Regions from separate parts of the Sus scrofa genome. Here region 2 is linked to region 1. The links are chromatin contacts, called in public Hi-C maps. All regions are on one chromosome and are shown on one strand. Each heading gives the region's core, a stretch centred on a gene start, on an enhancer-like site or on the middle of the called end of the contact. The rest is flanking DNA. Distances are from core to core; before and after follow the strand shown.

Evidence for each region. A called contact is a pair of places that touch in the nucleus more often than the background predicts.
Region 2: a Hi-C map of embryonic fibroblasts shows a contact between it and region 1, with 1.8 times the contacts expected there. The contact joins two enhancer-like sites. A contact is called at or near these places in 2 of 47 Hi-C or Micro-C datasets (embryonic fibroblasts and heart right ventricle) and 1 of 2 datasets of contacts at active chromatin or transcription factors (skeletal muscle).

The regions. Positions count from the first base shown.
Region 1 is chr4:44,122,731-44,130,034 of Sscrofa11.1, forward strand. No RefSeq gene overlaps it. Among named protein-coding and RNA genes, the nearest start is that of TRIQK, 420 kb to the left of the region's middle. Within about 2 kb of position 2,486, at least 1 of the 83 cell types and tissues checked has an H3K27ac peak or open chromatin away from gene starts, as enhancers often do.
Region 2 is chr4:44,625,793-44,633,096 of Sscrofa11.1, forward strand. The region is part of intron 5 of RUNX1T1 (protein CBFA2T1); the gene reads left to right. LOC110260259 (a long non-coding RNA gene) reads left to right here. Exons shown (of 2, transcript XR_002343225.1): 1 at 1-159. Among named protein-coding and RNA genes, the nearest start is that of RUNX1T1, 29 kb to the left of the region's middle. Within about 2 kb of position 4,544, at least 19 of the 83 cell types and tissues checked have an H3K27ac peak or open chromatin away from gene starts, as enhancers often do.

The DNA of each region.
Region 1 (7,304 bases), core at 1,236-3,735:
AATCTCTGCAGCCACTGTGAGTCGGCACTGTTGATACTTTTGTTTCTGAAGTTAAAGTCAGCCTAGTGGTATGTTAGCCTCCAGGAATGTTGAGCAACCTTGTTAGGTCCTAGGGTTTAGGAACTTTCTGTCAGGAAGTTGGCCTGATAGAAAAGGGAGAATGAGTAAATGGAGTTAGCAGTGTTTGCAAAGAGATGAGTATAAAGACAGCTATGGACTCTTAGCTGAGGAAGGAGGAAAGTGATAATATGACAGACTAAGGATGGTTTTGAGGCAGTCATTTTATGAAACGAAAGTCTCAGATGCAACTAGAGATTATCATGCTAAGTGAAGTAAGTTTAGAAAGAGAAAGACAAAGACTGTATGTGGAAATCTAAAATATGACATAAAAGAACCTATCTATGAAATGGAAACAGACTCACAGACAAGGAGAACAGATTTGCCTTCTCCAAACGCGAATTGGAGGGGAGAGGGTTTTGGGGTAGGGATGGAGTGGGAGATTGGAGTTATTAGATGTAAGCTATTAGACATGGAGAGGATAGACAACGAGGTCCTATATTCAGAGAACTGTATTCAATGTCCTATGATAAACCGTAACAGAAAAGAGTATTAAAAAAGGATGTATGTAACATATAATTGAATCTCTTTGCTGTACAGCAGAAATTAACACCACATTGTAAATCAGCTATAATTTAATTTTAAAAAAGTCTCAGTGAAACCAAGGGAATGTTCAAACTGAGCGGACTTGAATGGGGGACTCAAAGAGCAGGATAGATGCAGTTGAGATTTCAGCTTTGATGTGGCTATTCCAGATGACCAGGTCCAATGGCCATGGTGGGGTGCAGGAAAGATCCCTGGATTCAAGAAGGCCATATGGTGGTTGCTCAGGTTCAGCTACTCAGCTTCATGCAGCTCTCAGTACTGCATCAGTGAGGGGCAGTCTCACCTGAAGCAGGAGAAGTTGGAGTGCTCTCCTGTCTCCCTTACTTCCCAGCCATGAGATATGCAGAAGCAGAAAAACTTGAGATTTTCTGTTTATGTCCACTTCCCCAGGGGTGTGGCCAACAAGAGCTGGAGGCTTTGCCTGAGTTCACACTAAGTATGTTCAGCTGGAATGTGGCATAACTTAAATGGTTAGATCATGATGTTTTAAAAGTTCCAAAGTGTTTTTTTTTTTTTTTTTTTCCTGGAAGCTGATGGCTGGTGGATGACTGATTAGAGAGTTAAAAATAAAGAGGTAACATGATTGACAACTCATAAATACCAGGGATTGTTGGAAGCACTGAAATCTCCTTGGTGGATTCTGCATATTTTATTTCTGGTGGAGAAAGGAGTGGGGAGAGAGAAGGCTGGGAGGGAGACAGAGGCAGAGGGGGAGGGAGATGCTCAGAGAAAATGAAGACAACATTTCCATCTGGGGTTTGTGCTTTTCTGAGTGCCGACTCATTTTGATAGATTATTAGAAAACTCATATTTGCTCATAAATGTGAAAAAATAGCAAATGTAAAATTTGCAAATTTATTCCTAAATGTAGTTAAATTCATAAATATTTAGACATTTTCTGTAAAGCTTCTAATTTATAACCTTTACATGAATCTATAATTTGGTATAAAAGCTTCTAAATGCAGTAGTAATGTCACAAACGTCTATAAATATTCACATCTCATTTACAAGTGTTCTACACACCATGAGATGAAGAAATTGTGAATGCAAACCATTTTTCAGGTGGATTTCTGCCTAGGTGTATCAGGACAATGAACAACGAACACCTTTAAGAGATCATTTCACAACCATATTTATAGTCTATTGCTTGTATAATCTAAAAATTCTCCACTAAGAATAATTAGAAAAAGTTACAGAGGCAACTAAGAACAAATGAACAGATTCAAATATAAAAATTGAAAATCAAGATCTCAGAAGTTGGAATAAAATTTCTAGTGACTAGAAAATGCCAAGTAGAATAGTGAGTTCTCAAATAAATCTTCCTAGGGCTCAGTTTTTTCATCTGTAAAATGGTGATAATACAGTCTTTATAAAGTTTTTATTAATGGTCAGGACTATGAAAGTAATAGACACTCAACTCAAAAGTGCTTAAGAAAACTGAAATCAAAATTCAGTGGCTGACATTCCAGTAAACTTCAAAACTATCTGGATGCAGAGACCAAAATCAGGGCCTTTCTTATCTACATTTTACTGTCTCTAGGCTGTGTCTCATTTACGCGCATGCGCACACACACACACACACACACACACACACACACACACACACCAAGCTCTGATGTTTGCTCTCCTTCTCACTGAAAGCACTTCTCATTCTGCTTTCTCTCCCAGCTCAGTTTTTCCAGACTCATATCACCATTACACATACTGACCTCAATAGTATAACAGCTTCTCTTTCTCAATTATTCTATCAAAGCTCACCGGACAAATTATCATGAGATTGACTTGGAACATTTCCCTGTCCCTGAACTTGTCACCATGATCAGAAGAATGGGATTCCCCCTAGCTGGTCTGGGACTCATTCTCACCACCATGCAGCCAGGGGAACTTGCAGCCCTGTAAATAGAGAGTGAAAAAACTTGGGTCTGATATGGGTGCTGTCACCAGAAGGAAAGGGGGCTGGATGCTGAACAAACAAAAGCCACAGATGCTCTGTATATGTGGACAGAGGTTAAAGAGAAGCAATGCATGAAATGCCTCAACCCAGTGTTCAGTATGTAAGAAACCCTCAACAGTAAGCCACTACTTACCATTGTTAGTGTAGAGACAAGAAAATAAGCATTAAAATAGGAAATAGAGAATTCTAAAACGAGTGTTACTATTCAAAACTGTGTTCAAAAATTCTCAGGAAACCAGATTCTCCCCACTCATAGCATCCACCATGATCACGTAAGACCTCTCCTATCCCCACAAAGCCATGGGCACTTCTCCTAGGTGCCACGGAGTCAGGGAGAAATCAGCTTCAGCCTGTGGCACACTATCAATACACAACCATAGAGCAGTCTTGGTCTCTGCAGTTTGTCTCTGTTATAAATCCCTCTTTGTAGAATTGGGTTCCATATTTCTTGGGTTTGGTGATGCTGTTACTACCATGTAGCAGGAAATTTTGATGCTTCATGAGGTTAACTAAAGAAAATTAGGGAAATATCCTTATACCTTCTTCAAAATGTGCTCAGCTGAATGCTAGATCATTCCTCCTAACCTTTTTGGACTCATTTCCTGTTTCCTTTATCCTAATTGTATGTATCTTATGTTTATGTATTGGCTATTTTAGCACCATAACTGCTTCCCCTTTTTTTCTAAGTATGTGGGTTTTTTTGTTTTTTTTTTTTTTTCAAACTTCATGGAGGTTCTTCCATGCCAATACTCCAAAATCTGGTAAAGAATTCTTTGCCCATTGAATCCACATTCTCCATTTTATCATTAAAAAAGAAAAAAAAAAAATTCCTGCCTTGCCTTTAGCTTTCCACACTGAAAAACTATAATCTCTTTAGTCTATTTCCATAAGAAAGCCTCTAGCCCTTTAATCATTTTAGCTGTCCTTCCCTAAATCCTCTGCTGCTGGTTCATCTTTATTAAGTGTGGTGAGCAGACTACATACATGTACTTGTATTGCTTTTATCACTGGAATTATTTACCCAAAGTCATGCTGTAGGCTTACCTGTTCACTCCCAAACCAAAATAGCCTTCAACATCCCAAGCTCAACTGCTATTTCTCATATATCATCTTGCTTTCTCTTTTTGTTTGCAGTATTCCCACTATTTCTTTGGAAAATGGGGCTTTGGTATGTACCTACCATACAGGGTTGTGTGGTGAAACTCTTGCACAGCATGTAGAGAATGTTGAATGGTTTCCTGGCACATAGAAAGCCCTCAATAAACATTTGCTAACATTATAATTTTGACTATTACTATCATAATAGCTCAGTTGAAATTTGAGGACCCTCTAATGACATCAGCATCTGACTTGGACACTGGCCCTTTACTTGAATGAGTCTCTTTTAGATCACAGCCTTAAAAAAATTGAAGATTTTGATGTGTGAAGCATCTGCACATAAAAGTAATAAACAGTTTTTAGCAGACATTGATTTGGCAATAATAAAAATAAGGAGTCAGATTTTTCTGATCTCAAAGGAGTAAGTAATTCAAAGAAAATAAATAGGGGAACAACTAGTTCAGTCGAGAAGTTGGCATAGATTACAAAATATTGGGCCTGCCTTCCGGTTTTCAGTTTCTTCCGTAATATAAAAATTGTCCTTTAGTCACGGTGTAGTCTTTCTTGGAATCCTTATTTTAATTCTGTAACATTTATATTCCAGGAGTAACAGCAAATCTGCTGATTACTTATGAAAGCAGGGGGGAAAAAACATTTGCAATTACAGTCAAAATTAAAGTTATTTTCTAATCTTCTCATCCTTTTTAAGGAATGAGAAACTTTAAATATGGTCAACGTAGCACATTTTAAGTGTCAAACTTACTGAATTTTTCTATGCCAATTGAATAATAATTTTCTATAAAAACAGTGTGTGTTCTACGGAATTTTTATCATTTGACCTGTTTAATATAAGTTGAAAAATTATTCTTGTGTAAGTACCATTGCATAATGCTGTATGTTGAGCTATTAAGATATATTTAGTAATTCCATTAGAACTGCACCATCGTGAGCAGGGCAGAGCATATGGAAAGAAGTTGGTGAAAAACTGATTAAACATTTATATCAAGTACATTTTGATTTAACTCACATAAATAATTCATTTTTATGTTTTCTTTCTTTCAAAATAAACCTTTTTGACACCTGCTGTGCTAAAAATAATGCTAGCATGGCTGTAATAAAGAAACTCTTAAAGCTCACAGCAATGACATCATCTGGTACTCATGCAGATACTAAATTGTCAGCACATAAGTGTAGTAAGGAAGACTTGGCATTATTTATTATTGATTTAGTGCCTCAAAAATATACCAGGCTTAGTGGCAAGAAAAACACCTGGCTGAATTTGAGTATAGAGTTTGTCTCAAGAAAATCTAAAAATGAAAGGGCTTACGGAGACACACAAGAAAATGTATGAGAAAGCCATAAAGATACTGAACCTCATTCCTTCCCTTGAGCATGAGTATAAACTGAGAGATTAAGATTGAATGAGCTAAAGCAAAGACCTTGAGAGATCTTAGAGTCTCTTCACAATGGGAAGGGAGAGATATAGGCAACAAGATGATACTGACTACAATGGGTCAAAGCAGCATCATTTTAGGATAAGCAATTCCGAAGTTCCCATTGTGGTGCAATAGAAATGTATCCGAATAGTATCCATGAGGATGTGGGCTTGATCCCTGCCTCGATCAGTGGGTCAGGGATCCGTCATTGCTGTGAGCTCTGGTGTAGATCACAGACGCGGCTCCGATCCGCCCTTCCTGTAGCTCTGACGTCAGCTAGCAGCTGTATCTCTGATTCGACCCTTAGCCTAGGAGCTTCCATATGCTGCAGCTGTGGCTGCAGCCCTAACCACCACCCCCCAAAAGAAAGAATACACCCCCCCCAAAAAAGAATAGTAATTCCTAAGGTAAGAAACAAACACCACTGGACCACTGGAAGCACGAGGAATGGTATTGTTGGGTGTTCGCAGGCATGATATTGAATAGGATTGAATCATATCATCAAAAAATCATTTCCTTTTAATCCTCATTTAATATTTCTAGATAAGTTTAGGAGCAAGTCTTAGAGATCTTCTTCCTCTAACATTCTTATAACACTATTCAATTTCCCCTTTTTACAAAGGTACAAGGACTCATGCCCCGAGCCCTTCCGGGCAGTGGCATAGTGGATAACATCACCTAACCAAACTTTGGTAAGATACCCTTATTATAAATTTACCTACATGCAGCAAATGATAGGTTTTCTACACATGGTATGATATTAAATTAACCTTAAAAGCATTTTGTCAAAAACACAAATCTGTTTACCAGAAATCGTTATGTAAATAAGAGTGAATCACAGAAGCAGCCTAGAAAGGAGATATTTTTAGGCAGAATTAAAACAATAGTGACACATCTAGCCCCAAGAAGTGGCTGATACTGGCAGATTCTACCTAAAGGAGACCTTTGGAGTGAGTGTGATGAGGCACTCCTCTGCTTTAGACTCCTTGTGGACTGAGTGTAAGAGGGTGCCCTGGATGGCCTGGCAGACTCCCCTTAAGCCAGCCTTTCTCACACACACCAAAAGGCATAACTGATTGCTTATTGATGAGATCCTGTTAAATAAAATTTATTTATTCTGAGAGAAAACACATCAAAGCACTCCAATTTACACATTGGAAAAAGAACATCCCCCATTTGACACTTGCAAACTCAGACAATACCTGATTAACAAATTATTTGTATGAGCTAATTTACTTAGAGGGTGATTTGTTTTTTTCATAATGTACTTTTTGAAAAATTTTAAAAATAAGATATTATATAACTATTATCCTGTCTGTTGGAACATGGCATTGACAATGTATTTCACTGGACTACATTAATTCAGCAGAAAAGGCAGATGTTTTCCATTTTGTTCTTAAGAGCACTTAGCAAGAAAGACCATCAGGGAAAGTGTGGGAATATCATATTTTAAGCGGTCCTGGACCTTGAAAATGCAAATATTGTTACATTTATTATTTAAAATTAACCTTTTCCCCGTGATTACTAAGCTAATGTATTTTCATTCTTTAAAACTCGCAAACTATGAAAGAGCTGAGGTAAATGAACTATAATCCCATTATTTAGACATAAACACTAGTAATATTTGTTAAGTGTTTTAAGATGAGATTGTCTTCCCATGTTTCCTGTAGGACTTTATAACAGTCTATTTATTTTTAAAAATTCCACATCAATTAGTATTCCTCTTCAGCAGAGGTTTGTGAACTGTGAACTGTATTTAGGCAGCACATGTAGGCAACATTGAGTTCCTTGGGCCATTGTAAACAGGGAAGCTTAACTTCCATATTCTTTCAATATTAGGTTTCACTTAAGATTTCATTCAGTTTAAAACATGAGAAAATATTTTCCTTGACAATGGTTTTCCTGGCTTCATAATTTCCATAATATAATCAATTTTGTGTTTTTCAAATTGTGATTGTCTTCGACTTTCCAGTTATAAGTAAAAACTTTGATAAACATTTGATCTATAAATGTTTAGGAATATAAACACTACATTGAAATGAAATTTTTTGGTTAAAGAGTATGGACATATTAAGATTAATTTCCTTAGAAATGAAATATCAATTTTCTTTCTTACCAGTGGTATCTGAATGCATGTTTACTACAACTTCATC
Region 2 (7,304 bases), core at 3,294-5,793, 510 kb after region 1:
TGGGCTGGTGAACATAATCTCTGTCCCAGTCAGAAAAGGAAAGAGGAAATTAGCAGAGCGATTGGTGGAGAATGATATCTGTCAAAAGAAACACTTGGAGAGCACTGAGTTTAGTAATAGGTGACTGCCGGAAAAAAGGGAACTTTGAATATTGTCAAGGTAAGGAACAGACAAATATTTTGACTTTGCAATTTACTTACATGCCAAAAATCAATCTCTTATTTTTCCCAATAAATTATACTTGCGAAGATTTTTCTCTTCTTATTTCTTCTAGTGCCTGTTGATAAAGAATTTGTATTATATATTTTAAAAATTTGCCTTTATAATCTTTGGATGTGGAATTGGGTGGGGATCAGTAAGCCTGGCTGTGAGAGCCTTTTTGTTTGATAAGCTTCGGGTCTGAAGATATCAAATGATCAAGTACCAATTTTTTTTTTTTAAACTCTCTTCTGATTGCTGTGCTTCTTGCCATGTTTCATAATACATCTGTTAGAAGCTGAGCAATACTTGGAGTAAAGAGTAAAAGCTATGCCATAATTTCTGTGTTTATTGTAGCTAGAGATAATATTTTCTGAAATAGTTGTTAACTAAAGAGGGAAAAAAGTGCTTGTTAATTTATTATTTCTTCTGTTTGACTTGGATTTTTTTTTAAATTAGTAATATTATTTCCTAAGCAGAATTTATGTCCATAGGCATGTTAAAAAATGTGATATCTAATTTTAGGAAAACAAGCAAATGTAAAATGTCTGCCATTTGGCAAGTGACTTCTTAAAGTCTGCAGCTTAAAAATCAAGGATAGCCCTGAATTATGGATTCCACAGAATTGATGCCTCTTGTGGCCAGCTCTGTATCCGTTTTAGTGGACTTGTGCAAAAGCACATAGATGAATAGAGACAAAACTCTGTTAAGAAAGAGTTGAGAATTAACACAACTGTTGTGTACTACTGATTGGCAAGGGATTATTAAACTTCTCTGACTGCTTGCCTGACGGCATGGAAAGAAGGGGAACAAATATTTACTTTTCTGTGGCCATAGCTGCTGGTGTCCCCACCACCACATGCACACACACAACATTTACTCTTGCAGTTCTTGGAGTTCCCTTGTGGCACAGTGGGTTAAGGATCTGGCTTTGTCCCTGCAGTGGTTTGGGTTACTGCTGTGGCCTGGGTTCGATCCCTGGCCTGGGAAATTTCACATGCTGCTGGTACAACCCCAAACAAGCAAACAAACAGAAAAAAACCAAAAAATAAAACTCTTGCAGTTTCTACAACTGCTTGTTGGCTTGTTCTTAAAGTTCCCAAGAAGGTATTGGCAAATGAGGGTGTTTTGTTTTTGTTTCTGAAAGCTCAGAGAAAATGAAATGATTCCCTGTATAATTATAGGCTCCTTTGAGATAGCCTAAATCATGATTTAGTTTCTGCCTGCATTTCTCTTCCTCCATCTTCATATGATGTTTTTCTGCTACAATTAGAGACAAATTCAAAAGACAGGGAATTAAGTTTAAGTAGTTGAGACATCTCTCATTGCTGCTCCTGTCTTCCTACCTTATATACTCTTACTAAAAATTAATTTTTTGAGAATTCAGATTTGATTGATTAGATTTCTAAAGTCCTGCTTAGAAGGAAAACTGTTGATGTTTTAAAGGAAACTAATAATAACAGCAACAACCCTTGCTTTAGAATTGCTTTCTCTTCATCTTCCATAAGAAGAAAGCTCTTTGTTTAAAAGAAGATATAATTCTTGGCCTTCTGCCTCATATATCTCTATTGGGGGGGTTGTTTAACAGTATGATAAAAATATATAAGGTGCATGGGAGTTCCCATTGTGGTTCAGCAATAACGAAGCTGACTAGTATCCATGAGGATGTGGGTTTTATTTTTATTTATTTATTTATTTATTTATTGTCTTTTGTCTTTTTAGGGCTGTACCCATGGCATATGGAGCTTCCCAGGCTAGGGGTCTAATTGGAGCTGTTGCTACCGGCTTATGCCAGAGCCACAGCAACACCAGATCTGAGCTGCATCTGCAACCTACAACACAGCTCATGGCAATGCCAGATCCTTAACCCACTGAGCAAGGCCAGGGATGGAACCTGCAACCTCATGGTTCCTAGTCGAATTCATTTTCGCCACACCATGACAGTAACTCCCATGAGGCTTTGGGTTTGATCCCTGGCCTTGCTCAGTGGGTTAAGGATCTGGCGTTGCTATGACTGTGGTGTAGGCTGGCAGCTGCAGCTCCCATTCAATCCCAAGCCTGGGAACGACCATATGCTACAAGTGCAGCCCTAAAAAGAAAAAAAAAAAAAAGAAAAAAAAATATATATGGTATAGATTGCACATTGAAAAGAATCATGGATTTTAAAATTTGAGCATATATTGCAGATAGGTAGTATCATTGTCCTTACCCACCCCCATCCCATTACAGCCGTATTCTCTTCTGATCATAAGGCATATATCTGGCCTGCTGGTGGTGAAGCATTGCAGCATGGAAGATCTATATTGAAAGCAAAAATGCATGACAGAGACACATATTTTAAAATAAGTTAACGCATGTTATTTGTTATAATATGCAAATACTGATCCTTCACATTATGCATCAAAAACTCTTTGTTGAGTTTCTTCCCTCTCTTGTGTGTATGAGTGTGTATACATACTTTAACAGTGATGTGTTTAGACACTATATACATTTATGTTTATATGTGTGTTGGCCTATTTTATAAATGTTTGGCTTTTTTTTAATGTTTCATGTAGCACTGAAAAATTTACTCTTAGTTTTTTCTTTTTTGTGATGGCAGTGGAGGTATATAAATATGGGATTTAGACTCAAATTGACCCAAGAGTAGAGAGTAAAAATCACATACTTTTAACTTGAGAAAACATGGAGTATTTACCCCCAGTGTTTTAAAGCGTATCCAAAATATGCAGTGTTCGCTATTCTAGAATTTGTTTTGAAGCAGTTCTTCTATTATGTGTGCCTTTGTGAGAAGTAGATGGGTTTGGGACAGCTAGGAGTGATGTCCAGCCTGAGAAACTTTCTCTTATAATCCATTGAGGGAAATACTAAGAAATGTCCAATATTTGTTACATGAAAAAATTAACTGGCCATATAAGAGGCAAGGGCATATTAGCATGGGAAGCAGTTATGACACAGGAAACTTGTTACAAAATGGTGTGTATTGATGTTTGAATCATGGGCTGGGATATTTATGTAGTCCCAATTTGTAGATATTGTATGCGTTTCAAAAGCCACATTTGTGTTTTTAAAAAGAATGAATTAAAAAAAATTAGTTTAGATGATGCTGTGCACCTTCAAATATTGGTATCCTTATTAGGAAAAGAAGGTTATTTTCTTAAGCAAATTTGTTGGCTTTTGAGAGTCTTTGCATTTATTTTTAGTTTTTCTTGGTCATGTTCGAGGGGTCTGATAGCATTAATGGGCTTTACCCCACATGGAGCTTTGAGCTTATTGTAGCACTGCACACTGATCCCAGGTCAGTGTGATGCGTGAAATCAATTTATTTGAATCTCTTTGCCTCTATAGGAATTTGGCAGCATGCCAGTTGTTTTCATTTAATGTTCTTTGTGTTGAACACAGACAAGCAGGCATGCTTTTGTATTCATCTCTCTTTTGGTCTCTGTCTCTTGCAGCCAATATTTTACTCTATGGATTTTGAGATGAAGGAAGAATATATTATTTATATGATTCTAATCATTACTTAATGGGGGGTGTGCTACTTTCTTATCTTTTAAGGGGTATTTTTTTTATATTCCTGAATTTTTATGGTGACTTTCTTGGTACACAAATATTTTACAGGCTTTTAAAAATAAGATTTTCGATGAAACATAATAAACCAGATTATAGGTGGTAACTTACTTTTCCAAATGCTCATTTATCAAAACTGAAAATAACAGTATTAACACCATACAACAGATATTTAAGCTGTGAGCTGGATTATCAAAATCACTTATTTCTTGGGGAGTTTTCTGAATGTGATGATTCTTATTTTAGTCAAATAGATGCCAAAGAAAAACGTGATTATTATCTGGCTGTTCCTGTGTTTGAATAACTCATCTTGATTAAGACACTGGTGTTTTACATAGATTTGTTATATGTGAATTTTTACAAAGTTCCTGCCATGAGGGGGATTTTTTGCTTTTTTAAACTTTGGAGGGTAATGACAGGGAATAGCACAGAGGTTTTTTTTTTTTTTTTTTTTTTTTTTAATGACAGATAGACTCAGACCTTTCCATGGATGTTTTTGTCAGGAGGATTTCTTTCTGGGTCAGCTTTAGGAAGAGGTGGAGAAGGAAATGAGAGAGAGTGGAGAAGAGAAAGCTCTGTTGATGCTCCGGGCAGTTCTTGCGGAAGTTGATATGCAGAACCAGGGAGCCGAGGCTTTGGGGTCAGGCTGTACCCAGCAGCCCTGCTTCCTTGTTTAATTACCTGAAGAGCAAAACAGTCAGCCTGAGAGTGTGTGAAAGCCCAGTATCTCTGCAGCCGCCTGGCGCTCTGACATCCTGCAAGGCCAGCCCTGTCTGTCCGCCAGCGTCAGGCTGGCTCCCGCCCTGGGTTCCTTTCTTTTTGGAGGCATTGTGTAGAAGAGGGTTTGGTCCGGAATCCGAGGTTCCTGCCAGGGCTGTGTCCCTGCCTTCTCTTTCTGGACTACACTGACAGACATGCTGGATTTTTTTTTTTTTTTTTTTTTTTTTAAGATGGGTTTAAAAATCTGTCTTTTGCATTTTACACTCTGGCCCTGCTACAAAATAATATCTCTATCAACAGCCACAGACGGTAACTGGTGGAGGACTGGACTCAGTTAATGGTTTCTCATTTTCCTAATTCCTATTATATAGTGTCCTACGTGTGTTCTCTTCTGGGTCAGATTCATGAGTAGTTTGATGTGGAACTAATAATTTGTTTTTATAAGGTAGTTTGGGGTTTTTAATCTGTCCATGACAATAGAATCGTCCATTTTTAAACAAAGATGATAGAACCTTGAAGGTTGGGGTTTTGCCTTTCCTTGGATTTCAGTATGAACTTGGACATTTGCTTTGGGAAGGGCCACACCCTTCGATGAAGCTGGAGTGGTGAGAAGTAATACATGGACAGAAATATATGGCCAATTTGAGAGTAGTTATAGAATAAATATTCTGGGGAAGGCTTGGAGATGGAGCCATTTGGGAGCTCCCTGGAGTAGAAGATGTTATCTTACCACCAAGAGGAAATCCAGCAGGTTCTTTATCCACAGTGTGGGCTGATGAAATGTCCGCACTGTGGGTGGGGGAGCGAAGGTGGTGGTGGTGGGGTTTCCTGCAAAGGGAGGGGAAAGTGTGACTACACGTGCAGTGATTTGGTTTTTCCAACTACTTCATTAGGATTCTGTCATGCAGACTCAAGAGCATTTACCCTTTTCATGCACATATGTGCTTCCCATTAATGTTAACGGGAGCTGTGGGCACGTAACGAGAGAGCAGTGTGTCCCTTCGTGGTGTGCATGAGCACAGCTCCAGGGGATTGATTCTGGTCTTTGCAAAGAATAAAGAAATTGGACTTTGCAGGGAAGAGTTCGGTAGGAATTATTCTAAAAACTTATTTTTCAGATTATATTTATGGAAGCAATGTCAATATTTTCTGTGTGTGTATACCATTCCAGTGAAAAGTATATAATCATTTAAATAATTGGATTAGCCTGGTGCGTCTTGTGATGGAACTGGCATCACCGTGATCTATTATGCGCTAGCAGAAGTAGCTCTGCCATAAGTGTTATGTGTATCCTCGGGCATGTGCATGTTTATTTATGTATCAGCCTGCTGCATTTCTTTCCGGGTATTTCTCTTTCAACATCAGTATAAATATGAGAAAAGAAAACATGTAAATATAGTTTAAGCCACAGTCAACATTCCTAACTGGTGTCTTCCTCCACTGACAGACTCACTGCAGGTACCCCCCTCCCCCCTTTCAGGCTCCAACTTTTTGGTAGTTCTATCCAGCTGGAGCTTTCTTAAGTGCAAGTAACGTTAACACCAGTTGTAGCATTAAGCCTTAGCAGCAGAGAGTGTATAATGTGAGAAAAACTTGGAGGATGTTGAAAAGTGAATTGGCAGAGGTGTGGCTTGCGGGTGGTGGCACAGGAATTAAAGAACAAAATATGAACAAGAAAATGGGGTTGGTGCCTTGTGCTGAGTGTGCTCAGTAAGTGTGAAATGAAATGGCAAGGAAAAAGTATATCTGTGGAAGAAGAGGATGGGAGGAAGTAAATTACTCTAAAAAAGAGGAGGGAATAACCAAGATCTATTTGTAACTGTGGGCCTGTCAGTTTACCAGCAAGAATCAAAACAGGTTTTTTTGATAGATAAAAAAGTCATAGTATTCCAAAATTTTAATAAGATTTTGGTATCTACAAATAAAAATTTTAATAAGTCAGAATGACAATTGAAATTTCCATACAGAGTAGAAATTGGGTTGAGATTTATAGGTTTTAACCACCATTATTTAACACCGTTATTTAACCACTGTTATTTCAGAATATACAGAGTTACATTCTATTTTGCCTGGTCTCGTTGGGGGTGAGGTGGGGGTGAGGGGTGACATGATGAAACCCAGTAGGGTAAGGGTGAAACATTAATTTACAAATTTACATTACCATAAAAGCAGATATACTGCGTTGGATATTATTTGAACAAATGAAGCCGTTTTGGAATGAAAACTTGTAATGGAATCCATGGAAGCTAAAAATCATTTTTGAGTAAGTTTGAATTTGTTTATAAATGTGGCAAATTAGTATTTGTGGATGCATTTTGCTAATTTGCAATGTGGAGAGAATAGAAGTGGAGAGTTTGTTAGAGATAAAAGTCCAGTGAGAAGAATGTGATGAAAAAATTCTGTGCTTTTTTTTTTTTATTGCTGTGTATTTGCTCCACCTGGTGGATTTTGTTGAAAGTGTTTTAATTCATGTTAATGAAAAGAATATCTTTCACGCAATTTATAGGAAGACAGATCTTTTGTTTTATTTTTGTTGCTGTGAAAAATAGTTTCATTCCTATCAAGGTCAACACATTTATGTCTTTTATTCAGTACTTACATTGCATTGAAAGTAATATTTATTGTTTCTTCTGGTTCAAAATATAATACATGCTAACTTTAGAAGATGTGAACAATAGATGAAAATAGGAAAATAAACATGATTTATAATTTCATCACCCAAGAACTATTGCATTATTTTTAGGAATAGATGTTATCAGAAGACCATTTTGCATTTCCATTTACTTAAAGGTATGTGAAATGATAAATACTATGCCAAA